7 separate regions of the Mus musculus genome follow, and regions 2, 3, 4, 5, 6 and 7 are each linked to region 1. A link is a contact called in public ChIA-PET, HiChIP or PLAC-seq and promoter capture Hi-C data. All regions are on one chromosome and are shown on one strand. The core of a region is the stretch at or near the end of the contact, and the rest is flanking DNA. Distances in the headings are between cores, read along the strand shown. Region 1 holds the start of Ssr1 (signal sequence receptor, alpha). Region 2 holds the start of AI463229 (a long non-coding RNA gene). Region 3 overlaps Gm30863 (a long non-coding RNA gene). Region 4 has its middle 20 kb from the start of Gm47754. Region 5 overlaps Gm40914 (a long non-coding RNA gene). Region 6 overlaps Bmp6 (bone morphogenetic protein 6). Region 7 holds the start of Lncbate6 (a long non-coding RNA gene).

Region 1 (3,900 bases), core at 938-3,437:
CCTTTCTGTCCAAATTAAAAAAAAAACTCTTAGACATAATTTGAGCATAACCATAACACGTAAATTACAAAGTATGATATACAATTAACATCCAGTCCATCATATTTATTAACTATATACAGTATTTTACCTTTTACCCTAACTTAAAGAGCTTACCATTCTATACCTGAATTATGTTCTGATTTTAGCTTGTATTATGTCTTAGTCAGGGTTTCTATTCCTGCACAAACATCATGACCTAAAAGCAAGTTGGGGAAGAAAGGGTTTATTCAGCTTACATTTCTACATTGCTGTTCATCTCTCAAGAAAGTCAGGACTGAAACTCAAGCAGGTTAGGAAGCAGGAGCTGATGCAGAGGCCATGGAGGGATGTTACTTACTGGCTTGCTTCCCCTGGCTTGCTCTCTTACAAGCAAGTCCCAAGACTACCAGCTCAGGGATGGCATCACCCACAATGGGTCCTACCCCCTTGATCACCAACTGAGAAAATGCCCCACAGCCTGATCTCTAGGAGGCATTTCCCAAACTGAAGCTCCTTTCTCTGTGATAACTCCAGCTTGTGTCAAGTTGACACCCAAAACCAGCCAGTACACATTACCATCTGAAAAACATCCTTTCAAATCTATATCATCTCTTTCAATGCTAAACAACTTAAGTTTGCTTGTGAGACTATAATTAGTCTTCAACCCCATCAAATATCCAAGATCCTCGTATTTAACCCGGGAGTGTCTCCTGGCACAAGAAACTGACAAGGACTGTAACTGAGGGGATGGTACAGAGACACTGTCCTTGTACCGAAGATCTCACTGTCTCCCTTTCTGAGGTCTGACTTCAGGTGGTGGCACTTCTGACTCCTTAATGTTCATAGAATTTATAGACAGTCTCTTTCCCCTGTTCAGGTCAGACATGTGTTCATCTGATCTGAACCTACTGGGGTTAATTAAGTTGAGATATGGTCTGTGACTTCCACTTCAGTCATCTTCAACAATTCTGAGGGGAGTTTATTTGTCCCTCTGTGGCTCAGAGGCTCCAATGATCCTGGTGGCTGCTTAACCTGTGTAGTGGTTTGAATGAGAACTGCCCCAGTAGGCTTGTGTTTGAATGTTACATCCCAGTTGGTGGAACTGTTTGGTAAGGACTTATGTGAGGAGGTGCATTGTTGGGTGTGGGCTTTGAGGTTTCAAAAGTCCGTACCATTGGACTTACCTCTCTGCCTTGTCCTTTGGGGCTGAACATATAAGCTCTCAGCTTCCACGTTAGCACTGCCTGCCTGCTCCCATTCTCTCTGATGCGATGGTCAGGAACTCACCCTCTGAGACTGTAAACAAGCCTACAAATCAAACACTTTCTTTTATAAGTTGCCTTGGTAATGGTATCTCTTCACAGCAACAGAAAAGTAACCAAGACAGTCCCTGAATCAGGATTGTGGCTGGAGGTTCTCAGCGCAGCCACTACATCCCGAGTGTTTCACACTGACCAGCTGAAGTTGCCAGAAATATGCCAGAAGTGAGATCTTTGGCGTAGAAACTGCAGAAAGGCTAGGTAATTGCTAAGTTTGGGTTGTTAAGAAAAATTACAGAACTGAACCTCTAATGATCAGAGTTCAAGCCCAGAACCCATCTAAAATGTGGAGAGAATCAGTTCCCTAGAAGTTGTCCTTTGACTGACCTTTACATCTATCTGTGCACTGGCAATTATACACCAGAGAGACAGTCAAATTTAAAAGAATAAAACTCCAGAACTCCGATTGTTTATTGCAGGGGGGGTAGAATTTTGTGACAAGGTATTAACTCTGTAGCCCAGTCTTGCCCCGAACTCGCTACATAGCCCAGGCTGGTCTCCAGCTCGCTGCAATCCTCCTGCCTCCATCTCTCAAACTCTGGGGTTACAATGTGAGACATCACTTTCGGCTTTTTATTTTTATTTATTTATTTTGTCGTTATCCATATCCTTTACTTTCTGTCTTTCAACTGCCACACATGCGGGAAGTTTCCACTCCTTGGCCCCTCAAAGCAACGGGGGACAAAGCGATGCTAAGCATCTGGAAGAGATAAGCCTGCTCAGCTAGGCTCTCGCGGGAGCCCGTAGGCTCCCCTGGTCCCCGCCACCGCCGGCCACGTGATCTCCCGGCCCGCAGGCCCCGCCCCTGGGCGCTTAGAGGCCACGTCGACGGTGGCGGGGAGGGGCGACGGATGGCGCGCGTGCGTGCGTGCCCCGCCCCTCCACCGCGGCCCGGATGAAGAGTAACGCCATTACCGCCAGAGCCTCCGAGAGCCCTAGCGGACCCGCACCGGACGCTGACCGGCCGTACCATGAGACTCCTCCCCCGCCTGCTGCTGCTGTTCCTGCTGGCCTTTCCCGCCGCCGTGCTGCTCCGAGGCGGCCCCGGAGGTGAGAGACGCGGGGCTGGGTTGGGGACCGCGGCCGACCCCCGGCCCGGCTCTCGTGGGCCATGCTATCCCCCGCCCCGGGACCCCCCGCAGCTCGGCGTCCTCAGCGAGCGCGGGCCCGAAGCCCGCGGTCCGCAGGACCCACGCCAGGGTCGGCCTCGCTTCTCCGCCCGCGCTCGCCGCGGGCCGCCCGTCCCCAAGCTCTGCGCTGACGTGTCGCTAGCCACACGCCGGCGCGCCTCCATTCATTCGCCCACTGTAGATTCTTCTCCTCGGCGCGTGGATCGTGTTCGCCCGGCCCCCTCGCTCGCCCATCGCGGTCTGTGTGGACCGCGAGGCTCGGTGTCCAAATCCGTCCCCTTCCTCCGGCTGCTTGTCAGCCGCTACCGTAGAGTATGGCCGGATGGCCTCCTCCTTCCTTTTCTAATTTCTCTCCCCTCCCCTCCCTTTTCCAGCCAGTTTTTGCTGGTTGAAAATATGCTGCGAAAAAGTTATTTCGAGCTTTGTAAGTTTATTCTTTCCAACGATTGACCTGGGCTAAAAACTTGGCAGAATGTAAAAACGTAGAAACTTGTTCCCCCTTGCCCGCCATGTCCATTAATTTTGCTAGTTTATAAAAACAACTAGTTTGAGTGGTCACCAGAAAGAATTCCTTTTCTTTCTCTAAGTTTCTGTGGCCCAGGGCATGAGAAATAACGAGCCATGTTATGAACTCTTTGGCCAAGCACACAGAAGTGCTTGGCTTCTACTTAGTAACTAGTATGACTTTGAATTATAGCTGTTAGGGATTTTGGCTTGGGAGTGTGGTGGTGGGGACATAAGACAGATGTTGAGACCGAGTCTCATGTAGGTAACCCTGGCTGCGTTGTAAGTTGGTGCCCTAGCTAGCACGTCCTTGAACTTATGATCCTTGTGCCTGTACCTCTGGGGTGCTGGGTTTCAGGGTGTCACCACACCCCGTGGATGAAGTGGTGGGGATGAACCCAGGGCTTCCATCGTGCCAGGCATGCAAGGCACATATGCACACTACAACCTTAGACCATTGGGGTTTTCTTTCTTTCTTTAAATCTGGCTTTTGATAAATTACCTGTAAACTATGAATGAACTGTTTTAACTCGGGAAAGTAAAAAGACTTAAAAAAATCATGGTTTTAAAGATAGTGTTTTCTCTTGGGCTTTGCACATGTGGCTGTTCCCACATTTTCCCTCGCTGCTGGATTGCCACATCATCGCTCCCCGAGAAGTGGTAATAAGAACTGCTTGAACTTTAAAGGGCTTTGTAGAGTTTTGCCTGAAAGTGATGTTGTGTGGTTTTTGAGAAAGCTTTGTCAACAAGTCTCTGATTTATAAATTAGCATTATGATTAGCCCTTATTTTTTTTGATATTTTAAATGTCTGAAACTATGCTTGAAGTCATGTGCAAAAATAGTTGGATTTTTTTTCTTTGCTACTAACCACGAAGCTGCCACTATTTATTTTAATTTTTTATTATATTTAGTGTGTGTCTGCCTG
Region 2 (3,818 bases), core at 929-3,428, 330 kb after region 1:
CCAAAGGTCCTCCCTCTGATTGGGTAGCTCATAGGGTTTTGCACAGAAGGGGAGGGCAGGTGGCAACATGATACCCAGAGAATTAGAACATAAGGCACTACCTTATCTGCCGGGGATATTTCCACCCAGCAGTGAAGCCCTGGTTGACTATGAGGCACATCCTGACTTCTAACCCAGTCTCTGGGAATACAATACATCGGAGGCTTGCTTAATCAAAAAGCCCGCCTGGCTGACACATCTTATTGTTCGCCCGTTTAATGGTGAGACTATAGGCATATTCTTAAGAGGCCTTGGGATATTAAAAACTAAATTAAAAAAACGATTGTTGGGATTGTTTAAATAGTAGGCATGTACACACCATTGCTATAGGTGTAAATGAAATGACCTTGGAGGCTCATGGGTAAAGACTTGGTCTCCAGTGTGGCGCTGTTAAAAGCTTGTAGAGACATTAAGAGATGGGTTTTAGAGTCTTTGTGCGTATGTCCCTGACCAGGATAGTGTGTCCCTGGTCCTCCTTTCTCTCTTTTTCACTTGTTTCCATCATGATGTCCTGTGTGGCTAATCAGTCACAGAGTGAAACTTCTAGAACTTATTAAAGCAAAACTCTTTTTCCTTATGGCTGTTTATTTTCAACACATGTTTAGTAATGAAAAGCTAACCTACCTACGGTTTTAAAAATTTTTTTTCTTGTAGATATTTTCATCATAAAGACAGTGAATTTATTTAGTAAAAGAAGTCTGTAACCAAAACTGACAAAGGCAACCTTACCATCACAGAGGGAACTCTGTGAAGCATACAAGATGAACAAAGTAATTAGTGTATTTACGAACCAGGGATTGTTGCATAGTTCAAGGATGCGGAAGGTAAGAAGAGAGGCAGAGTGGTACTTGGGCAATGAGCCACTGAGGCTAAGTGTGCCTGTGGCTTCTCACTCCCTTTGGTAGCAGGACCCAATTTGATCCTTTGAAAATGAAGTATGACAAGTGTCATGATTTGAATGCACCCCCCACCCCCAGAGGTCACATGCTAGATGAAAACTCATTTCCAATAAAATCATGATGGGAGGTGAGGCCAAATAGAAAGCCATGGAGGAACCACCATCATGAGTGGATTAAAGCCATCACTGGGGGTTGGGTTCTTCATAGAAGGACGACGTTAGGGCTGGAGGCATGGCTCAGCAACTCAGACTGCTTGATGCTCTTACAGAGGACTGCAGTTCAGTTCCCAGCATTCATAGGTGAGCAGCTCACAGATACTGTAATTCCAGAACCAGTACAGTACCAGATTCCAGCATCTTTAGTCTCCAGTGGCCCCTGTACACAATTATAAGGCCACATTCTCTAATGAGGGTTTATTGGCAGTTAATGGCTGCTGGAGAAAGGGGAGTCACCATACCCATGCTCACAAAAGCAACCCTAATTAAACTCAGGAATCATTAAAAAAAATGACATGAAAGTACAAAAGTCTTCTAGGAAGGCTGGGTTAAAGGATAAGAAATGGTTAAGGGGGGATACAATCAGATACACACTAAATAAATACTAATATTTCATTAAAACATGTCACCCTGGCTGGGTGGAGTGGTGCATGCCTTTAATCCCAGCACTCAAGAGACAGGCAGACAGCTCTGTGAGTTCAAAGTCAACCTTGTCTACCTAGCGAATTCCAGGCCAACCAGGGCTGCATCATGAGACCTCCCCACTACCTAAACAACAAAACAACAGCAAGGCTTGAATGAAAAGGTGTCCTGTGAGGAGTGGCGTTCTTGGGGTGACTACCATTTCTGGACCAATCAGCATAAAGGACACACATTGCTCAATGGGTCCTGAGCCACAGTTGGTTAGGAGCAAGGTGGTAGGGTGGCTAGAGGAAACAATGGTGCATTGTATAAAGTCTCTCAAGAAGGCATTTGGAACGGTTTCACTATAAGGAAATGGGCTGAGGGCCGGTTTAGCAAGTGCAGGATGTGAGCTTGATCATCTCCGGCACCACAAAAAAGAAAAAAGGATATGCTTATCCTATTTTAAATATTACCAAGTGTGTGCATGTACCAAACACCATATGGTGCCCTATAAGTGTGCACAGTCCTTATGGTTTAACAAATCAGTTAAAAGTGAAAAATTAAAATAAAATAAAAAAAAAGATTGAACCAAAAGAACATGCTCTTGGTCTTTCTAAGGTAGAGTGCCAGTCTCCATTGCAAACAGTGGCCCTTGAAAGAGCAAGCTTCAAGGAAGGACAGGCAGGGGGGGCATCCTGAAGCCTGTCAGAACCGTGGGCCTTATCCAAAGGGAAAAAGTAGCTGTCACTTGTTAGAGCAGAGTCCTCGGCACAGTGTGTCCGTCCTGTTTGGAAGTGTTCCCAAAAGGACTCGTGAGCTCTGTGCCATCAAGTACTTCCCTTCATCAAGCTGAGGAGGTGAGAGCTGGAAATGAGTACTGGACAAGGGAGGGGGGAGGGAGAAGGAGGGGGAGGGAGGGAGGGAGAGAGAGAGAAGAAAAGAAAGATGGAAGGAGGGAGGGGGAGGGGGAGGAGAAGAGAGGAGAAGAGGAGAGAGGAGAGGAGAGGAGAGGAGAGGAGAGGAGAGGAGAGGAGAGGAGAGGAGAGGAGAGGAGAGGAGAGGAGAGGAGAGGAGAGGAGAGATGTAGATAGGAACAGAGTGGAAGGAAAGAGGAAGAGCGAGGGAAAAGAGCGAGGTGCAAGAATCCTTCATATTCCCAGAGAGCAGGACTGCACAGACAGCTCTAGAACTGTTCGTGGTTGGGACGTCCAGTTCTGCGCAGTAGTTTAGAACCACAGACGGCTGGTTCTAGTCAAAGTCTTACTAAACCTTGGAGGAAGGTCACTTTTACCAAAGCGAAAGGCAGAAAGGCTGACTTGTAGCAGACGGGAGCTTGGTTCAGAATGTGGTTAACCCTTGTCCAGAGGAGACAGAATGTGCCCCTTCTGAGGGCTCGTGGAACCCTTCTCGCCGGTGCTTCCTCCTACGCAGGGCTCTGCCCTTACAGCTGGAATGCATCCCGCTGCTGGAGGCCACAGGTGCCACACACTTCTTCGTTGTGCCACAGATTAATCCACACGGTCAGGACTGTTGCTGGGGAACTCCAGCCGGCAAAGAATTCCAGTGGGTCAGAGACAAGTTGGTGTAAGTGCTGGCACGGCGCGGCTCACCTGTTGTGTGATTAAGTCATGAGCTGCCGGTTGTTGTCTTTGGGACAAGGCCAGGCAGCATTTGTTCAAGGGAAGAACGAGGCTCTGTGTGCTGTGTGACTGTATCAATAGTCACGGGCAAACAGATTCCCGCAGAAGGGTAGAATGGGAAGTGGGCGGTGCAGACAAAGCAGCTGTGTGGAAAGATATCTCCGTCAAGAATGGGTTGGTGGCGAGGAACAAAAACTCCCTTAGCCGGAGTAGAAATGGGATCTGTTGATGGTGTCGGGGAACTCAGGAAACATGGAAGGAAGGTGAGGCTGACGTCATGGGAACTGGAGGCCTCTCTAGGAGCTCCTCACTCCCTGACCTGCTCTCTCACCTCTTGGGTAGGTCAACCTCATTCCTCTTTCTTGACAGGAGGCTTCTTTCCAAGGCCTCTCTCTCTTATGACTTGGGCCTGTATGAGGATTGCGGTTGCCATGGTGCCCATGAGTCCTCCACCTCACCACAGCCTTAGGCTACTCCCCAGCAAGATACCCAGTGTTTGCCAGTGATGGACCCAATATTCCCAGGAAGGCCTGTAGTAGTCTTTAGCAAAGCACTCAATATTCTCCAGGGAGGGACTCAGTACTCACTGTCAAGATGGGCTCTTTCAGGAGTTCTTTGAA
Region 3 (3,742 bases), core at 826-3,325, 480 kb after region 1:
GGAAGAGAGGGAGGGAGGGAAGGAGAGAGAGAGGGAAGGAAGGAGGGAGGGGAGGAGGGAGAGAGGTCAGGAGGGAGGGAGGGGAGGAGGGAGAGAGGGAAGAGTTTGAGTTTAGAAGGTGCTAATGTCGTTTTCTATATTGTATGGACATATATGCTTGGATGTCACAAAGGAACTGAGCGGCTACAGACACTGCCAGCTCTCCAGGGCCCTGTTCTTCACTCAGACTTTCCCAGTCGGATGCTCAGCAAGCCTTTTATTGCTTAGCACATGCCCATAAAATGCTTTTCCTGTCAAGAAAAGTAAAATCCATTGTCGTTTAGAAAAGATGATTTTTTATACTATTAATGAAAAAGTAGGAGCAGTCCCTCAGAAAAATGCAGCGCCAAACACTTTTAATCAACTTTTGTGTGGTGTTTGCAAAGATCTGAGGAAAGATTAGTGATGCGGTCTATCTTCGACAGGTTTCTGATTTGCATATATGCAAATCATGCCCGTCCATTTTGTTCCCAGCCAATGCGATGATGCAAGAGTTTGGAATACTCCAAAAGGTGATCTGTGTTTTCCTTGCTTGGAACAAAGATCTCTTGTGTTCCTGACATTTTACGGTTATAAAGAAGAAAGACTAGAGTCCAAAGTTGACTAGCCTTGGCATACGTATCTCCCTAATATTATAAAGAATGCATACAAAGATATATTCATTTTCCTTATGTGTTATATGTAACTCGTGGTGTTAAATTCATAAGTTTGGCCTAAATCTGATTCCATTCTTAAATGTTAAAATTTGGCCCAAGACGGTCTCCATATATGGTGAACTGAAATCTAGGTTGATATGAAAGCAAGCCGTAACCTAAGAGCGTTTTCTGATAACCAAGTAATGCAGTGGAGCCAATCAGAGGCTACGCACTGCCAAACTCAACCGCGTGGGTCCATGCTGACTCTAACTAAGCAAGCTGTTTCTGTAGGTCACTTCCTTTTCTCTGGCTATGAACGCAGTCTGTGCAAACTGTTGAAGACATTCTGAATTGGCTTCCCACTAGAGAGCTGCCTGGATCTAGAACCTTCTTTCTGGCCAAATTAACTGTTGAAATGAACTCAACTCAGATTTTCTCTTATCACTTGTCTCTGAAAATCATATTTAGTTGGTCCTCTTAATCTGCTAAGTCTGGTCAGCTAAGCAAGTTAGTGCTAAAACTTCTCCGCTGTGTGGGCATCCTGAGACCTTCTCCCCAGGGTGTTCTAAACAGAGACTTGGTTAAGGTCAAGGTTGGACCTTGACACCATTTGTGGTTCCAGTGACTTGGTGCCTCTGTCTCTACGAAAAAGATGAACGGAACAGCATTTGTAGCCTCTGGTTTTCAGTTAACGCGTAGTTGCCAGAGAGTTCACTCACAGATGCTTTTAGGCCATTAAGCCAAAGGGCAGAAGGAGAAGGAAAGAGAGAGTAATCTGGGGAATGCAAGGGTGAGGCTTTCTTGCTCCCACTAGCTGGAATGGTCTTTCTGCAGGGAAGAAATGCGGCAGTGGATCGTGACTCTTCAGGCCCAGCACGATGCTTGGACTGGTAGAACGCTTTTCCCGCGTGTTTCCTCCGGGGTATTTGGGCTTTTGTTTTCTGCTGTGCTTTGCACAGAAGCTGGAAATCTGCCTCCCCCAAAGCGGACTTCCTCCCCCTTTATAAACTGACCCCTGGTGGTTGCTATAGCAACCACAAAGAGCGACTGCTGAGCTGCATAAACAAGTCCAATACTCAGTGCTGGGGCAAAGCAAGCCCTCAGAGAAGAGTGAGTGCGGAGGATGAATATGATGTGGCGGAGAAGCGGCTCCTAGGAAGATCTGTAAAGCACCCGCCCAGCCCTTACTTTCTCTTCTCCTCCCATCTCTTGTATCCCATCAGCCCCGGGCGAAGACAGAGGATCTAGGAGGGTAGCATGCAGGGGCCTGCCTTTGATGCTGGGGAAAGGAACGCCAGATGACTGAAAATGAAATTTAAACATTTGCTCGGAGCTCAAGGCTAGAAATATGCCAACCTGACCTGGAAAAACAAATAATCCGAGCGGCTGCCACACCTGCTGCAGGCCGAGACACCCTGCCTGATGTCGGAAAGCTAGGCCGCTCTGCTCAGCCCTCAGCTATGCTTGATTTCATAAATTATGCTAAACTGAGACAAAGGCTGGAGATTTCTGAGATCCGTGCTACTTGAAATATGACTGCTGCGTTTTTTGGAAGGAAGAATGGGTAGAAAAAGCCCACCCTAAGATATGAGGTCCCGGGAATTTGTAACACACACACACACACACACACACACACACACACACAGAGTTATCTCCAGGAACTTGGCTCCTGGTTGCAGGAAACTTTCTGAATACAATCACAGAGACCCAAAGATCAGTGATACATTGTCTCTCCCCTCTCCTCCCCTCCCTTCCTCTCCCCTCTCCCCTCCCCCTCCCCTCCCTTCCCCTCCCCTCCCCTCCCCTCTCCTCTCCTCCCCTCCCTTCCTCCCCTCTCCTCTTTCCCCTCTCCCCTCCCCTCCCCTCTCCCCTCCCCTCCCCTCTCCCCTCCCCTCCCCTCTTCCCTCCCCTCTCCTCTCTCCCTCTCCTCTCCTTTCTCCCTCCCCTCTCCCTCTCCTCTCACCCTCTCCTCCCTCTCCTCCCTCCTCTCCCCTTTCCCCTCCCTCTCTCCCTCTCCCTCTCCCCTCCCCCTCCCCTCCCTCTCCCTTCCTCTTCCTCCCTCTCCCTCCCCTCCCTCTCCTGTCCCTCTCCTCTTCCTCTCCTCTCCCTCTTCCCTCCCCTCCCCTCCCCTCCCCTCCCCTCCTTCCCTAGTTAACTCATTCCACCCTCATTTAGCTTTTTTTTCTTTAAGTGTTTGTGAGGCTCCTAAAAGTGAAAGTCAGCTAGAGATTCTGCAGAAACCTTGTGTTTCTTTTGTCCTTGACTGGCCAAGACAGATTCTCGGATCATTTCAGAAAGCCAAGGTTGCCTCATTCACTCTGATAGGGAATCTAGCCTAATGAACTGCATTTACAGTCAGGGCACTCATTTTTAAATTTACTTAGCTATTAAACAACAACAAAAAACATATGAAGACACTCTGAGGGTCATTATTCCAAAATAATGATTAACAGTGTAACAACTGTTTGTTTTGTGGCTGAAGGAAGTGCCAGGGCAGGCCCACACCAAAGCGTTCCCTCTGAGAAATCAAGTCATGAGACCGACCTAATATAAAGAAGGTTTATCATCAAGAAGGGAAGCAGGGTGCAGAGGGGGAGGGGAGAGGGCAAATATTTTATTATTCCATTTGTGTTAGATATTAGAGTACTCAGATTCAGAGACAGACAGCCGAAAGGCAGTTGGCAAGGGTAAGAAGGGAGGGTGAAAGGTTGGGCTGGAGGTATAGAGCTCAGTTGGTAGATGCTCACTTAGTATGAATGAGGCCGTGGATTCAATCCCCAGTACCGTGTGAATGGTGCGTTCTAGTGTGTTTGGTGTAGAGGAGCCGGGAGTTCAAGGTAATTCTCAGCTCCATAGTGAGTTTGAGGTCAGCCTAGGCTGAGAAAGACCCTGTCTCAGTATTTAAAATAATGACAAAAAAGGGGTGTGTGTGTGTGTGCATGTGTGTGTGTCTGTCTGAGTCTCTCTGCGTTTGTGTGCATGAAAGACAGACAGACAGACAGGCAGACAGACTTGTTGTTTATTTGGGTTCAGAGATTTGGTTTGAGAAGTTCTGTGGCGGGATGGTA
Region 4 (3,457 bases), core at 79-2,578, 430 kb after region 1:
AGAAATCAGTGTAAGCTACTTGTCCCTGGAGTTCTGCCAAAAGGCTTCATTTCCTGACCTCTAAACCCTTTGAAGTCCGAATGCCCCGCCCCCCATCACAGTTATAAACAGCGAGGCTCCAGGGCCAGGGCCTTCCCAGCCACACCTGCTAGTATACAGATCTGTGTCCCCAGGAGGCAGCTTCCTGTACCTTGTACTGCCCAGCAGCTGCTTTGGGGGTCTAGCGTCAGGAGCGGTTAGCACATGTGTGTTACAGGAGTCCACAGTTATTCAGGGTGGAAGCTAAAATCTGGGGGGACATGGGGAAGATAGGATGCCCCAAAGTTGCATCCTGTTGCCATCTTTCTCTCTGTCTCTGGAACACTTACTGAAGGTTGGATTCATTGGCTTTCTCAACGCACACCTGCCTCGGTGATCTGAGTTATTCTGGGATATGGAGTAACTTCAGGGGCCCTCTGCTTTGTCTCAACAGTTAACAGATCCCAGCTCTTCTTCAGTGTCAACAAGGTTTCCCATGTGCGCCAAGGGTAGCAATGTCCCTGCCTTATCAGCCTAGCAACGAGAAGGCCAGTTTCCAGGAAAGCGGCCACCTGATCCAGCCTGGTGAAACCCATTCGCAGCCCAGCCACTGCTCTGTCCTTCACATCCCAGCACTCAACAGCAGAGCCACATGACAGCGTTTTCAGTTGGCTAGCCCTCCTTCTCCCCGGCAGCCGGGCTGTGGTTTGTGAATGGTAGAAATGCCTTGAGCCTTTGAATATCCCTCTAACCCTACATTGGTTAAGGACAGCAAAGCAGCAGCTTGTGGGGCCTGGGCTAGCTGGGTGGGCCCAGAAATGTCCCTCCCTCCCTGCTAAGCTCCCTGTCTTGTGAACCCAGTAGGAAACAAAGGCTGTGATGCTGACAGGCTGTTGTTAGGTACTTCCCACCCTGGCTGTGGCCTTTGATTAAACAGGGGTGATGGTGATGTTTGGGGTATACTTTGGAGAGCCTTGAATAATCTAGTTGTCGTTTGATTTGAAGAGTCTCTTTTTATAACTATATATGCCTTCCCTCTAGAGAACCAATAAATAATGTGGCCATTCTGGCAGGGCTGTCTTTCCATAGCTGCCCTGGGGAGTCTCTGGCCCCCCACCAGTGGCTTCTCCTGTTTCAATTTCCATGTCCTCTGGCTTCTGTAACCCAAGGAGCCCCTGAGCTTGGGAACAGCTGACAGCCAGACAGCTCCTAGTGGCGGTACCTGGAGAAGGAAGGGGTGGATGGGCACTGGCTTGCCAGCTTGCTCTGGGGCACCCTGTCCCTAGCTACTATGAGTCATTTGAAAGGTGAGCAAGAATGTGCCCTGGGTGAGCATAGGGGAGGGGGTATCTTCGGTGCCAAACCCAGGGAACAGAGCAGGGCCCTGTGGGCAAGGATGGGGTGGATATGAGCCCTGTTCAGAGGAGAATCACAGACAGCCCTGTTGTCTCTACAGATCATTACCTCAGAAGGAAGCTGGCCTTGTCTCCAGTGGGCATCACCCTAAAATCAGAGGCCATTGAAATGCATTTGGAAGATACTGCTTTGCATAAAGGGGCACTGTACTGGTTCAGAGGGCACCGTGTTGAGATCGGGGTGTCTCGTTTCATGGCAGGCAGTGTGTGTTGTGTTGCCTGCCGGGTGTCTCATTGCATGCAGTAGGTGCAGGAGGCATTGCATACTGTGTTTAGGCAGACACATGGCTAGACTGCTTACACAGTTATTACAGAGATTTTGTGGAACCTCTTGAGTTACCTACTAAGCCCAAACTTTCTATTTTTCCAGACGAGGAACCTAAAGCCAGAGGAGAAGCAGAAGTGGAGCTTGAGACTGTCTTCTTCCATATTCTCAGGGTGTGCAGCTTCACACCCCTGCAGCTCCACACTGTCCCTGGAGTGGGGGATGGGCAGGGCGAGCATGTGCTGGGACAGGGCATGAGGGTGATGAGGAGCCTTAAAGTCCAGGAACTTTGCCTCTCCAGCTCAGTCTTGGTTCCCCCCACCCTCTTGCCCTATCTACCATGCACTCATACATCTCCCTGGTCCCTTCCAACACTATTGGCTTTTCCTTCGGGGCCAGTGTAAAACCTTCACTGACTTTTACCAGGGCAGGAGAGGGGGTGCGGGGGAGGGGGAGGCTGGGGTGGGAGAGGGGGAAGGAGAGATGCTAGTTTCAGTTAGTGACTGGAAAGAACGCCACAGCCATGCCCCTGCATCCAGCTGTTGTTTTATTACTGTGTGCTTGGATAGAAGGAGCCAACCATGTCACCAGGGAGTGCCTGGCGGTGCTGACGCTCCTGGCAGAGTGAGGCCGTAGCCAAGAAGTCGTCAGGCTCTGATTTATCCCATTGCCAAGTGCTGGATGGAAAGTTCTGAGAACAGTGCTGGTAGAAAGGACAACAGGCACGAAAGCAGAGCCCTGGCTCTGAGGGGCGTCTTCCCTCAGAGCTCCGGAATGGCATGCATCTGTTTATCTCCTGCCTTGCCAGCCCACCAAAGCTACCCACCCTTGCCCCCCCCCCATGGCCTCAGCATGCCATGGCATTTAATAGATGTTAAAAAATAGTAACATCGGAGCCTGTGACTCTGATGCTACTGTCACAAAGGTTTCTTATTGGTGAGGCCTGATTGGCTGAGCCAGAGACTTTAGAGAGAGACCAAGCCAGGTGTGGGTTAGCCCTGTACTCTCTGCCCCCCCCCGCCCCCAGATGCTGAGGTCATAGTGAAAGGGATAAGGCTGGGGTGTTTGGACACACGTGTCTAGGGTACTTGCCCTTTTTCAAAACAGGAGAATGGTTCTGGATGCCCCATTTTCTTATCTTGTGAGCAGGGAAGGCTCTCTCGGTCTAGGCCGTAGATAGGTCTGTCCTCTGGGGGGAGAGGGTAGAGGCTTTAGGGCACATGGTTGGGGGCAGTGGGTAGGGTTCTGTCATCCTCTCTTCTTTGCAGGATGAGTTCTACGATTGTTCAGCTGAGACTTCCCAGACTGGTGGTTAGTGTGGAGGGACTGGGGCTTTCCTGCCTGTCTGCGCTGTGGCCTTTTTTCTCTTCCTTCTTGTGGGGATGGTGGAGTGGGGGAGGTGGTGTGAGAAGCAAAGAAAAAAAGTGACACAGGCTTGTCTTTAGCCACAGGCCTGCACCGAGGACCTCAGCAAAGGGCATCTGCAGTCATTTTTCCTCTTGACTGGGATCTCCCGATGTTCTGATAGTTAGGGGTGAAAGACAAGTTTCCCGTGACTCGTTTTACCTCTGCTCTGCACCTGAATGGTCCAGGAAGCAGACCTGGTCAGTGGCTATAGGTCAACCTGACCTGGCATTTCCAGCCCTCAGGGCTGATTCCCACAGAGAGCTCACCTTGAAAGGCAGGTGCCCTAGAAGATGCCAGACCCTTTCTAGGTTTCCCTACCATAGCCTTGTGAGAAGCCTGCTTTACCATAGAA
Region 5 (3,582 bases), core at 402-2,901, 510 kb after region 1:
CTGAGTGTTGGGAAGGAGGTGAACAGGGCATCTTGCTTCAGCCTGTGCGTGTTGGCTAGGCGAAAGCTCAGTGCTAGGATTTGGTAACCTGTCACCTTCAACTTGACACTTGAATCTGCCCAGGCCCTTTGAACTAGAACATGTCATCTGAAGGTCTTCCAATCCGGTGACTGTGAGTCAGGGCTGTCCTCTGGGGGCTTGGGGAAAGAAATGAGTAACCAGATTGCACCAGACCCTCAATTGCTGTCTCCCAGTGACCTACCCCGACTGGGCTCTAATTAGAGTCCAGAAGCCTTCTCCTGGTAGAAGCCTTAGTAAAATATAAAGAGGCTCCTTGGCAGGATAGGCAGGAAACCACTCCTAGCTGCCCCTGGGTCCCTTACATTGTGTTCTATTTAAAAAAAAAAAAAGAGAGAGAAAGAAGCCGGGCGTGGTGGCACACGCCTTTAATCCCAGCACTTGGGAGGCAGAGGCAGAGGCAGGTGGATTTCTGAGTTCGAGGCCAGCCTGGTCTACAGAGTGAGTTCCAGGACAGCCAGGGCTACACAGAGAAACCCTGTCTTGAAAAACCAAAGAGAGAGAGAAAGAGAGAGAGAGAGAGAGAGAGAGAGAGAGAGAGAGAGAGAGCGCCAAGGATGTCTCTGCAGGCCTATGCTGAGCCATCCCTTTCCCCTGAGTGTAGTCTTAGGAGAGCTGGGTGTTTCAAGTCCAGGTGTTTACTCAAAATCTACATCCAGGACCGTTCCAGTGAAGTAACCTACAGATGTGCTAATCTACTCTCACAGACACTGCCGCTGCTGCTGGGCCTACTCCTTCCTACTCACAGATGGGTCCACAGACCCTGGACAGCAAGGAAACAGCCAGCTTTCCTAAGACCAACATCCATACACCCATTTTCTTAGGTTTCCCAGAGACATGTTGCCCCAAAGTCCGCAGGAAGCCCCTAAAAATTACGGCGACCCGATTCCTGCTTTACCATCACCTCTTTCTAGTTTTTCCTTTGTAAAAAATTAAATCAAAACGGAGGAATGTTAGTATTCCTTCTAGGCTCTGCCCCACAGTTACCTGGCAACAGCCAGGTAGGCTTGGCTTACTTATATAAAAGGGGCTGCTTGCTCTGCGCCTTCTCTTCCTGACCCCTTCCCCCTTCCCCCTCTTTCCACATGTTCCTGGCCAGCCTTTCCTCAACTCTCTTCCCTCTTCCCCCGCCCCCTCTACTCCTTTCCCAAATCCCCTTCCCTGCCCTAAATAAACTCTATTCCATACTATCCTATGGCTGGTACCTCAGGGGTTAGGGGATGCCTCAGCATGGGCTAGCTGAGGCACCCCTCCCATCTCACCATACCTGGCTCTATCAAACATATCTTTGGCTCTTATTTATTTATTTATTTATTTTTTAATAAAACACAACACCTTAGAGTGTGCAGCTGCTGCCGCAGGGGACGCCCCAGTGGCAGCTCTCACTTGTCCGGGTGGAAGGAAGGATGCGACGGTCTTACCTCGGAGGCCGAGGGGTGCGAGCAGGGTGTGTGAGAGATGCAGTGTGATCAGAGCCTAGCGGTCTGGTCTCAGAACTGGGTCACCTCACAGAACAGCACAAGGACTTGTCCCGTTGGCAGGGATCAGGTTTCGTCCTTCCTTGTCAAACCCAGTGGTGCCCCCAGGCTGCTGGCAGCTCCCAGGCGCTCCTTTGTCCTAGAGTTGCAGGAGGCCAAGGAGCAAAGTGACACAAAAGGCTGGGTGCCCAAGTTCCCCACCCTCTCTCTCTCTGCACAGCAGCGCTGGTTCTGCCAGGGTCCTCGACCCAGGGGGGTTCCGGGGCAGTAAGGGTGAGACCTGCACAGCCACTGCTCGACCTTGCCAAGAGGGGCCTGCTTTGGGGATTGGAGGGTGCCTTCCCTTCCAACAGCCTGGGTCTGGGTCTTTCCAACTCGTATTTCTGCTGACGCTGGAGCCTGGTGCTTTGCCTTTAGAGACACCCTGTAATTGAAAGGAGGAGGGAGAGAGAGAGAGAGAGAGAGAGAGAGAGAGAGAGAGAGAGAGAGAGAGAGAGAGAGAGAGAGAGAGAGAGAGAGATTCTTGCTGCCTGGGTTCCCAGACACTTGCTGCCCTCTAATGGCTCCTGCCTGTGAGTTTCCAGGCGCAGGCCTTCCTTCCTGTAGGGTCTGTGGTGTGGGTTTCCTTCCCTTTGGTTAGCAGGCCCTTTCCCCTATAACTGCTGAAAGAGCCAGCCGTTTCTCGTCACAGGGAAAAGATGTCAAAAGTCGAACCGCGCTGGTGTGGCTGGCTCAGAGAGCAAAGACTGGCTCGGTGTTTCATTGCTGGTCCCGAAATAACTCACAGTAGCATTTGTGCGGCCTCTGCAACCCTGCTGTCTTCGGAAGGGACAGCTCCTCCTTTCTCTCTCTCTCTCTCTCTCTCTCTCTCTCTGTCTCTCTCTCTCTCTGTCTCTCTCTCTGTCTCTCTCTCTGTCTCTCTCTCTGTCTCTCTCTCTCTCTCTCTCTCTCTCTCTCTCTCTCTCTCTCTCTCTCTGTCTCTCTCTGTCTCTGCCCTGTTGCAGTTCTTAGCAGCTTCCTATGTTGAGAGAGGAAAGCCACTCTGGCAAGAGCCAGCAATTGTCAGCAAGTTGTGCATACAAAGGGGCTTCCTTTTCCTGCCTGGATCGGGGTGGGGTGGGGCAAGAGCTGTGGACCAGGGTTCCCTCCCCTGATGCTTTCTGAGGATCCTTAAGAACCAACTCCAATGGTAAACAGGGACCTGTGGATAAAAAAACATCTCCTGAGTGAACACTTGAAGACCTAGAGACACAAGTTGGACAGAGTCCAGTTCTGTGTAGAGAGGAACCAAGTACTTAATCAAGGAACCAAGGTTAGAGGTACGGCAGGAAAACCTGGGACACTTGCCTATTTTGGTAGTTGGGAAGCTTGGCCCTGGATGGAATGGAAACAAGCTGAAAGCAGACAGACAGACAGGGTTTTGCTCCCATCAGCTGAGATCTGGCCCAGAGAGAATGGTGTGAATATACACTACGACTGGCTGGGAAGAAAAGAGGATGCAAAACTTACAGCCCTGGAGCTTAGAATGTTGTGAGGAATGAGGCTTCTTGGGGGGGGGGGGGAGCTGGGGGAGGGAACGCCATTTTGAGATGGAGTGCAGGGTGGACTTTCTTAGTTTTTTTGGGGGGGGGGTTGAGGGTTGGTGGCCACGGAGGGATGAGGGTCACCAAGGAGCGAGGGAATGGCCCTAGGGAGTTCTGTGTGGGGCTAGCAAACTACAGCGCTCCTCTGCAGGATGGACAAAGGATGGGAGAGGCAGGAAGTGGACCTGCTGGGCTGGAATTTGAATGAACTGATGGAGCATCTTTTTCACAAGAGGGCTAGTGGTCCACCCCTTCTGGTTTTCCCTTGTGGGAAGGGAAAAGAAGCCTGCCTTTTTAAAAAATTTTTACTCGGGAGCTTAGGTTGCAAAGGCTTGCTGTTGAGAAATGAGTACAGTTTTATCCTTTGGCTGCTCAATCTCCCAGAATCATCTCCCCCTCCTCCTTTTTCTCATAATGCTGAACAAGTCTGAGAGAAGTCCATT
Region 6 (3,905 bases), core at 1,223-3,722, 460 kb before region 1:
CTGCTCCTGGGACCACTAGAAAACACAACCGTTTCTTTCATTGTGAGCCTTGTTTAGCAGACTCTCTACCACCAGGGACTGTGTTAACATCTGCTTATCTGACCAATACCTTTTTACTGCTTCCAGGAAAAAGTCTAGGAGAGGCAAAAATAAAAGCCTTCAAACTGGAAAATCATCTCCTAAGTAATTGAAGTTCAACTATGCTGGATTGGGGCAACTGCTGCTAAAACTGGGTGGCAAAAAACAAAAAAACAAAAAAACAAAAAAACAAAAAAACCCACAACAACAACAAAAAAGCCCTAAAACATTAAATCCTTGCTTTTGCCACAGTGGACTTAACCATAACAATGGAGCTATTTGCTTCAATGAAACATTAAAGTTTTGAAAGTAAAAAAAAATAAATAAATAAAAATAAAAAAATAACCAACAGGCTAGTCCCCTGCTTCAGTTCCCAAGGTCACCAAGGCTCATATTCCTATCAAATTACACCACATCTGATAACCTATTATACTCCGTGGCACAGCACTCAGTGTGCCAAGCACAGCGATGTGGGTAGAGTCCTTTCTCATGGTCCTTTCCAACTTCTCCCGAGGGTGGTTGGCACAGGGCAGCCTAGCACATATACCTAGCCAGAGCCACCTGTACACAGCCCTCCTCAAGCTTCGTCCCTGTAACAGGCCAGTGGCGAGGGAAAAAAGAAAACGCAGGTGTCTCAGAGGCGAGGCGGGTAAGGATGTGGAGTTCTGTTTTGTCCCATCTGGTTCAAGTGCCCTCCTAGATGCTCCTAGCAGGCTGTGCTGGGTAGCTGTCTGCATCCACAGTGTGGCGTCCTTTCATTCTCAGGTTCACAACTCGAGGCATCAACACACAACCCATTAAGACCCTCGTCACCTGGTGCCATCACCTGGTGGCCTTTAGTTTGACTAGATCTTCCAGTGTGTGCCTGCCCTTGCTGGCTCGTGTCCCTCCGCAGCCTGTAGCAGGTAGCAGTGTGCATTTGTCCAGTGAGGGGACGACACCCCCAAAGGCAGCAGGACTGCATTTCTCAAGCACAGGCTGGCCTGACAACAGCAAGCTCACACACGGGAATATTTTCCAGCCAAACTAAAAGCCAAGGCATCATGAGATGATGGTGAAGGTCTTCACAGGGTTGTGTGTTGATGCCTGGGTGGGGGTGTGTGGGTGTGGGCTCTAAACCCAAGAATGAAAAGACACCACCATGGAATGAAAAGACACCACCATGGCGGTGCAAAGAGCTTCCTAGTCCAGCTATGCGATCTGCATACAAACAGACCAGGGCCTCTCCTTTCCTTTAATAGACAAAACTTGGATCCCAGGCCCCTGCAAAAACATTAACAAAATGTTTCTCCCAACATGGCTCCAAGAGAATGGCTTGCCTTTTCTGTACTTCCCCCCCCCCCCCCCCAAGTCCCCAAGACTCAGTTGAGCTGCTTCTGTGCAGCCCTGTTGGATTCTCAATGTACTTGAAAAGGTAACATTCTCTGCTTGGCCAAACTCATACAAACTCACTGGGGCCAAGTGTGAGACTATCTGACTGGAAACAGACAAGACAGAGAACACCCCAGAACGCTGGAGGAGAGAAAAATCCACAGCCTGTCGCTTCCACTTTGCTGTCTCAAGAGAAACGTAACCTCTCAGCTAACCAGGTAGTCCTGACCAGAGCAATGCTATTGTAAAGCTGTCCTATTCCTGAGGCCCCCAGAGATGCCAGCCTACCAAGGCATTTGGGAATCCTTTCCCTCCTACAGGGCGACCACGATCAGTAACATAGAGCCAGGAAGAAAAATTAATCTGGGAACCTTTCAAGTGTGACAGATTAGTGGCAGGCTCTTATTTATAGTTTTTCATTTGGTTTTGATTTACTAATTAACGTGGGGTAAGGAAAATACGCTCTGGGTTGAGTTGAAGCCTGTTCTCTCACAGTGTCTCATCTCAGCTTCCCGGGGCCGTTGGTGAAATGTGACTTTTGGATCTGCTGCTCCTCAATAATGCCCATGTCTAACATGACTTTGCCATGTCACTTCAGGATTGAGCTTAGGAAAAAACCAGGCTGGAGAAGTGCATTCTTATCCAAGCCTATATCTGAGGGGAGGGGAGCAGAGCAGAACAATGGGAACAACAAAGTGGCCAGCCAAAGGTTTCTCAGTTTCTCCCTCTCTGCTCTAATTCAAAACATTATACTTTATTATTGCGGCCCACACCAGACGGCGCATTCTTCGCTCTGGTGATTCACTTCGGGTTTTTTTTTTTTTTTTTTTTCCCCTCCTGACCACACAATGGACAGAGGATCCCCGTGTGAAGTGACCGATTTGCCTCCGGACCCGGTCCAAGCTAAACTGTTCACTTGACATTCTGTTTTCCCAGAAGCACAGCAGGTCCTCGCCCATAGGAGAGGGTCCACAGGGTGGGTGGCTCCCCACCTCCCCCTGGCTAAGTCACAAGGTCTCAGATCACAGGAGGATGAGATCAGCAAGCAGGCATTTCCGCAGGTTTGCAGGAGTGAGCGGAGCAGAACAGTAAAGATAGGCCGAGGGCAGCAAGCATCTCGGACTTGACTTTTGACCTGGGGGTTTCTTGAGAGCAACATTCCAGCCTCACCAGAGCTCTGAGATAATAAAGAGCCAACGTCCACAGAGCGGAAAGGGGACAGGCAGGGCTGGGGGGGATTGGGTAACTCAGTGGCAGAGCACTTGCTGCGGGGAACATGTGGAAGACCTGAGATCTCTCCCCAACACTGAATATAAAAGGGTGAGAGGTGATGTAGGAGGAAGGAGGCGGGGTTGTTGAGGATATCAATGAGCATGCGCCAAGCATGCGCCTGGGAAGAATGTACTGTACCAACAAAAGGCATCAGCCACGCAGTAAAGGCATACAATCACACAGATTAGAGCCCACTCCTCATCAGCGTACGATCACCCTAACTTCATATTTACAAATGAGGTGTGTTGGTACTGCATCTTGGCTGGTACCTCAAGGAAAGGGTTGCCTCAGCATGGGCCCACAGAGGGACCCCCTCCCCCCACACCAGACTGCGCCCTCAACCAAACATCTCCCTGGATCCTCTCTTATCTTTTTACAAAACACAACAATGTACACTTGGTACAATGGGGTGTCACATCTTGATGCCCACACGGCTGGCACTTTGCCTTGACTTGTCTCTTTCTGTCTGGTATCAGCAAGAAGCAAGGTAAAAGGTGGGCGGGAATAAGTCACCAGCAATTATGCAAACCGTCGTCAACCAACTATATTTCCCACCAATTCTTTTACCAAAGCAACGAAACAGCAACCAGCAACTAATGGTCTCTCTTCTCGGAAGCTGACAAGAAGAACCCAGGACGGAATAAACGGCAAAGGACAGTTTGCCATTGGGGAACTCAAATCTAGGTTGGCAAAAGGTGTTGGGAGAGCCTCTCCAGGTAGACATGGCTCCCCGTGGTACCATGGGGAACCCAAGAAAACAGCTGGGAATAATCTGCCCAAGATGGAGAACACAAGAAAGCAAGCATGGCGCCTATTCTGGAAAGGATTTGACTGGGATGGAAGGACCTGACTGACGGAGTAAGGAGGGACAGGCTGGCTTTTGAGAGCTCCCTTTTGAACCAAAGAGGAACCCACCCGCCCAGGCTTGGCCACAGAGAGGGAGTGTTGTATGGGACGGCAACACTATGGTCCACCAACCCCAGACGTTGCTGACTGTGTAGTCTCAAGACCTACATCACCTGCCTTCCCCCGCCTTGCTATGCTGGAGACCTCGTATGATTAGGCAGGGCTAAGCCAGAAAGTACAGAGCAAGCAAAACGAGATTTCGGAACGCCTGTGTGACTTTCTTGTCTGTGTTGTCACTTTACCATTGGTTTTTATGGCCTCAAACAAAATGCCAATGG
Region 7 (3,961 bases), core at 710-3,209, 450 kb after region 1:
GAGGGGGAGTAAGGGTAGAGGAAATATAAATTAAAACCTTTCCAGTCTTCAAGACATTCGTGACCAAGGGATAGATAGCCCCTATCCTGGCTCTAAGCTTCTCCTGTGACAGCATGTACCAGGGGCTGAAAAAGCCAGGAAGAGAGCCACCCTCTCCACCTAGCGGTAGCCTGAACTAAACAGAAACTAGCCTTGTGGTTTCCCCCAGACCTGTGAGAGCCAAAACCACCAGTTGCCAGGGAGGGCATCCGCTCCTCGGAGGAGGAGTCTGCTCCATTGTCAGGTTCTGTGGCAGAGCATTTGTCAGCTCAGACACGTCAAGGAAATGTCACTCATTGGAAAAGGACCTACTGTGGCCAGATGTCCCTCCCCCCGGGGCAGTGGGTGTCATTCTCTTTCTCTCTGGCTTTCTGTCTGTCTGTCTGTCTCTGTGTATCTGTATTTCTCTCTCTCTCTCTCTCTCTCTCTCTCTCTCTCTCTCTCTCTCTCATGTGTGTGTGTGGTGTATGTTCACACATATTTTTAGAGAGACTTTTTTACTGTGTAAAAAAAGTAGGCTGGTCCTAAACTCTGAACGCTGGACACCTCCTCCTCCTCCTCCTCCTCCTCCTCCTCCTCCTCCTCCTCCTCCTCCTCCTCCTCTTCTAGTCTCGGGATACCAAGGAGCTAGAATGGCAAGCACTTACCACTGTCTGTGCCTGGTGTGCCTCATTTTCGGAAGTCTCCAGCAGTCTGGCTGTAGAGGTTGCAGTGGGATCAGGCTTCTTTCCAGTTCCCTCTCTGACCCTTCCCCATTTCTTCCACAGAGCCTGGGGCTCTGGGCTCCTCTTCCTCCTCCCACAGTCTGTCTCCTGTGGTGTTAAATTTCACCCACACTGGGGTCTTTGTTAAACTGACCTTCATTGTATTTCCTCGTAGCTTTGCCTGACCACAGATGCTGGCCAGAGGCAGGAAACAGAGCTGTCCTTCAGAATGGACCCCAGTGGCATCCATGTCCCATGCTGTGATCATTGTACTGAGGTGTGGCTGCAGAGAGCATCCCTGGCTGGCCACCGGTGGGCACTCATATATTCAGATCTACTTCTCTGTGTGCAAGCACAGGTGTGTGTCCCTCTGCATATGTGTTAGTGCCTGGGGAGCTGAGAGTGACACTGAGCATCTTCTTCAACTACTTTCCTCATTAAAACACACACACACACACACACACACACATACACACACACACACTTATTGTTATATATATGGGTGTTTTGCATGCTCGAGTGTCTTTGCATCACATACATTCCTGATGACCCTGAAGGCCAGGAGAGGACATTGGATCTCCAAGAACTAGAATTACAGATGGTTGTGAGCATCCATGTTGGATGCTGGGACTTGGACCCAGGTCCTCTGGATGAGCAGCTGATGCTCAAAACCTTCAGCTCCATCCTCCTTACTTTTTAGAGAGAGGGCCTCTCAGTGAATCTGGAGCTCCATTTTTGACAGACCTTGGGAACAAGCCCCAATGATCCCGCTGCCTCTTCATCCCCAGTCCTGGGATCACAGGCGCAGCACTGCACTTAGCTCTTATGGGGGTGCAGGGGATCGTGCAAGCACTTTACATACTGAGCTGTTTCCCCAGGTCCCTCAAGTCTGCTTTTCTTAAATGAAAAACCAAACAAAACTCGTTGCGCAGTGAGAGATACGAACACTGAGTGGTGTTGAAGGTGAAGGCCAGTCCTGCCCCAGTTGACTTGGTACCCTTGTTACATGCTCTCATTGGCTAACTGAGTTAGGTGGCTGCTATTTCTCCAAGGACTCTAATTTTCAGTGTTCTGTTACCTGCAGTTACAAATACGCTCATATCAGACAATGCAGTTATAAAGCAAGACAGCAAACGCAAAGGATTACTGTGGTTTATTTTTTGTGTCTTTTGAGATGTGATCTTGCTCTGTAGCCTTGAGGAGCCTAGAGCTCACTATGTAAACCAGGCTGGCCTCAAACTCAGAGAGATTTACCGTCTCTGCCTCCCAAGTGCTAAGTTTAAAGGCATGTACCACCATGCCTGGCTTCTGATTCATTTTAATATTTAAAATTTATTATTATTATTATTATTTTTACAGTGTTAAGGGTTCAGCCTAGGGTCCCGAAGGTGGTAGGCATGTACTTTCCTGGGCTACATCTCCTATTCCTACTTGTTTTTTCTTTTTTAATTTTATTTACTTTATTTGGCTTTGTTTGTTTATGCACAAAAAATGGTTTGCCAGCATGTATGCATGTGTATCATGGGCATACGTGGTACCTGTGGAAGTCAGAAGAGGGCGTCAGATCCCCTGGAACTGGAGTTACAGATGGTTGTGAGTAGCCATGTGGGTGCTAGGACTTGAACCCAGGTCCTCTGCAAGAACAGTAAGCACAACTAACTGCTGAGCCATCTTTCTAGCTCTCTACTCTGAGTTTTTTCTTAAATGCAAAATTTATCTTCAGAAGTGACTAGGAAACTTTTAGAAATAGATCCACAATTTTTCCTTTGGATATAATAGATTCTGAACTGATCCAGCATATACACACTATTTATGTTTCAGAATTAGACCCTTTGAGCCCCCCTGGAAAGTGCATATCCTTTATTGGGAAGGGGGGCAAAGAGTCTCTACTGGTGTAGTAGCAGTGGTGTGTGTGTGTGCGTGTGCGTGTGCTTGTGTGTGTGTGTGTGTGTGTGTGTGTGTGTATGTGTATGTGTGTGTGTGTGTGTGTGTGCACCAGCTCGTGTGAGAAGCAGGAATAGAGGGAGAATTCATCTGGATCATGTGCAAGGAACATAGGATTATGATATTATTTCTGCCTAATGAGGAACCTGCAATGCTAACAGAACAATATTATAGTGTAAAATAGGCCTGCCAGAGAAAGAGGGTGATGGGGACACCTGTCAGTCAGTTAACGCGGGCTGAAAGGGCTTATGGGAAACTATTCCGGAGGAGCTGGCATCTGGCCTGTAGATTGGCTAGTCTTATGGTGGTGACAAAGTGCCCCATGTAAAGAACTTGAGGGAAGATTTGCTGATGCTCACAGCTTCGGAGGCGTCAGTCTGTGGCTGCTTGGCTCCATTCTCTTGACAGAGCATCGTGAAGGTGGGAGGGCGGGATGAAAAAGCTTCTTCATGGCAGAAGCTGAGAGATGGGTACAGGAAGGACCAGGTCAAGATACAACACCACAGAGTCACCCACGGCGACCTAATACTCCGGCTGGTAGCAGCCTCTTACTTTTTGTAGCATCTCCAAGCCATGCTTCCAAATTATAAATCCATCAAGGGGTTGGTTAATCCACTGATTAGCTCAGAGCCCTTAGGATCCAGTCACTTGTCCTCATCCGCCTAGTCAGTGAAGGGACACTTCACACTCCATAACAGCATGCACTTGCCCTTTTGGATGGTTGAATGTCTATGAGAGGACACAATAGAGGGCCTGGGTAGAGGGGACAGCAGCTGCCATGACGGGCCATAGGTCCCTATCCCACTGCCCCTTTCTCTTTGCTTTGGACTCCAAGTCCAGGTCTGTCATGCTCACCTCTTCACAGATGAGTAAGGCTCTCAATGCTCCTGAGCTAGGCTGCAGTCCCCTCTGCTTTGAAGGCCACACAAGAGAAGTTGCCATCCGCTGGAAGCAGTGCTGAGAGAGACTCATCTTGCTTGGCATCTTCTCGTAGGACCACAGGACTCTCTTGCAACATCTTTTAAGTACCTCGAAGTTATGTGCCTGGGAGGGAATGTCCAGGGACGGACACTGTGCAGGCCAAGATCTTCCTAACTTTCTGTCTCTCTACAGTTAGTATGAGGAGGGAGGCAAGGGAGGGAGTGCTCCTCTGTAGTCTCACTGGTTGGTAAAATACTTGCAGCAGGTTGAGGGAGTGAAACAGAGACGCCTCCATAACTATCTGTGCTTTGTATACCTGTCTCTGTTCACTCGTTTTTATTTATCTTTACTGT

What was found. Promoter capture Hi-C pulls out the DNA fragments that hold promoters and counts their contacts. ChIA-PET counts read pairs in DNA pulled down with a chosen protein or histone mark. HiChIP or PLAC-seq counts read pairs in DNA pulled down with a chosen protein or histone mark.
Region 2: a FOXA1 HiChIP or PLAC-seq map of pancreatic cancer cells shows a contact between it and region 1. The contact joins the promoter of AI463229 here to the promoter of Ssr1 in region 1. A contact is called at or near these places in 2 of 39 promoter capture datasets (pre-B cells and stem cell-derived epiblast-like cells) and 4 of 115 datasets of contacts at active chromatin or transcription factors (bone marrow-derived macrophages, effector CD8 T cells, memory CD8 T cells and 1 more).
Region 3: a contact with region 1 is called in an H3K4me3 HiChIP or PLAC-seq map of stem cell-derived neural progenitor cells, with 23 read pairs. The contact joins the enhancer-like site here to the promoter of Ssr1 in region 1. A contact is called at or near these places in 7 of 39 promoter capture datasets (the 3T3-L1 cell line, the C10 cell line, cranial neural crest and 4 more), 13 of 115 datasets of contacts at active chromatin or transcription factors (the SCID.adh cell line, T-cell acute lymphoblastic leukemia, astrocytes and 7 more) and 2 of 9 other capture datasets (embryonic stem cells and liver).
Region 4: a contact with region 1 is called in an RNA polymerase II ChIA-PET map of effector CD8 T cells, with 7 read pairs. The contact joins the enhancer-like site here to the promoter of Ssr1 in region 1. A contact is called at or near these places in 4 of 115 datasets of contacts at active chromatin or transcription factors (effector CD8 T cells, large pre-B cells, microglia and 1 more).
Region 5: a promoter capture Hi-C map of pre-B cells shows a contact between it and region 1. The contact joins the enhancer-like site here to the promoter of Ssr1 in region 1. A contact is called at or near these places in 8 of 39 promoter capture datasets (the 3T3-L1 cell line, the C10 cell line, cranial neural crest and 4 more), 12 of 115 datasets of contacts at active chromatin or transcription factors (acute myeloid leukemia, bone marrow-derived macrophages, craniofacial prominence and 8 more) and 1 of 9 other capture datasets (pancreatic islet).
Region 6: an H3K27ac HiChIP or PLAC-seq map of extraembryonic endoderm stem cells shows a contact between it and region 1, with 4 times the contacts expected there. The contact joins the enhancer-like site here to the promoter of Ssr1 in region 1. A contact is called at or near these places in 4 of 39 promoter capture datasets (the 3T3-L1 cell line, liver, pre-B cells and 1 more), 3 of 484 Hi-C or Micro-C datasets (the HL-1 cell line and embryonic stem cells) and 1 of 115 datasets of contacts at active chromatin or transcription factors (extraembryonic endoderm stem cells).
Region 7: a contact with region 1 is called in an RNA polymerase II ChIA-PET map of memory CD8 T cells, with 162 read pairs. The contact joins the promoter of Lncbate6 here to the promoter of Ssr1 in region 1. A contact is called at or near these places in 4 of 39 promoter capture datasets (the HPC-7 cell line, liver, pre-B cells and 1 more), 2 of 484 Hi-C or Micro-C datasets (B cells and bone marrow-derived macrophages), 9 of 115 datasets of contacts at active chromatin or transcription factors (effector CD8 T cells, embryonic stem cells, large pre-B cells and 3 more) and 3 of 9 other capture datasets (adipose tissue, embryonic stem cells and liver).

Annotation. Positions count from the first base shown.
Region 1 is chr13:37,992,495-37,996,394 of GRCm38.p6, reverse strand. It overlaps Ssr1 (signal sequence receptor, alpha), which reads left to right and starts at 2,187. Exons shown (of 8, transcript NM_025965.4): 1 at 2,187-2,390. The coding sequence starts at 2,312.
Region 2 is chr13:37,666,095-37,669,912 of GRCm38.p6, reverse strand. AI463229 (a long non-coding RNA gene) reads left to right here and starts at 2,178. Exons shown (of 3, transcript XR_382206.3): 1 at 2,178-2,415.
Region 3 is chr13:37,512,359-37,516,100 of GRCm38.p6, reverse strand. All of the region lies in intron 2 of Gm30863 (a long non-coding RNA gene), which reads left to right. Gm29590 (a long non-coding RNA gene) reads right to left here. Exons shown (of 2, transcript XR_003950565.1): 2 at 3,680-3,742. Among named protein-coding and RNA genes, the nearest start is that of Gm29590, 5.6 kb to the right of the region's middle. Within about 2 kb of position 2,075, at least 100 of the 459 cell types and tissues checked have an H3K27ac peak or open chromatin away from gene starts, as enhancers often do. A contact at or near this core is called in astrocytes, differentiating embryonic stem cells, hippocampal neurons and 2 more, where this site is marked.
Region 4 is chr13:37,559,447-37,562,903 of GRCm38.p6, reverse strand. No RefSeq gene overlaps it. Among named protein-coding and RNA genes, the nearest start is that of Gm47754, 20 kb to the left of the region's middle. Within about 2 kb of position 1,328, at least 92 of the 459 cell types and tissues checked have an H3K27ac peak or open chromatin away from gene starts, as enhancers often do. A contact at or near this core is called in effector CD8 T cells and microglia, where this site is marked.
Region 5 is chr13:37,481,405-37,484,986 of GRCm38.p6, reverse strand. The region is part of intron 1 of Gm40914 (a long non-coding RNA gene); the gene reads left to right. Among named protein-coding and RNA genes, the nearest start is that of Gm40914, 4.1 kb to the left of the region's middle. Within about 2 kb of position 1,651, at least 166 of the 459 cell types and tissues checked have an H3K27ac peak or open chromatin away from gene starts, as enhancers often do. A contact at or near this core is called in acute myeloid leukemia, bone marrow-derived macrophages, embryonic stem cells and 5 more, where this site is marked.
Region 6 is chr13:38,449,363-38,453,267 of GRCm38.p6, reverse strand. The region is part of intron 1 of Bmp6 (bone morphogenetic protein 6); the gene reads right to left. Among named protein-coding and RNA genes, the nearest start is that of 4930579J19Rik, 10 kb to the left of the region's middle. Within about 2 kb of position 2,472, at least 31 of the 459 cell types and tissues checked have an H3K27ac peak or open chromatin away from gene starts, as enhancers often do. A contact at or near this core is called in extraembryonic endoderm stem cells, where this site is marked.
Region 7 is chr13:37,538,134-37,542,094 of GRCm38.p6, reverse strand. Lncbate6 (a long non-coding RNA gene) reads right to left here and starts at 1,959. Exons shown (of 3, transcript XR_382205.2): 1 at 687-1,959.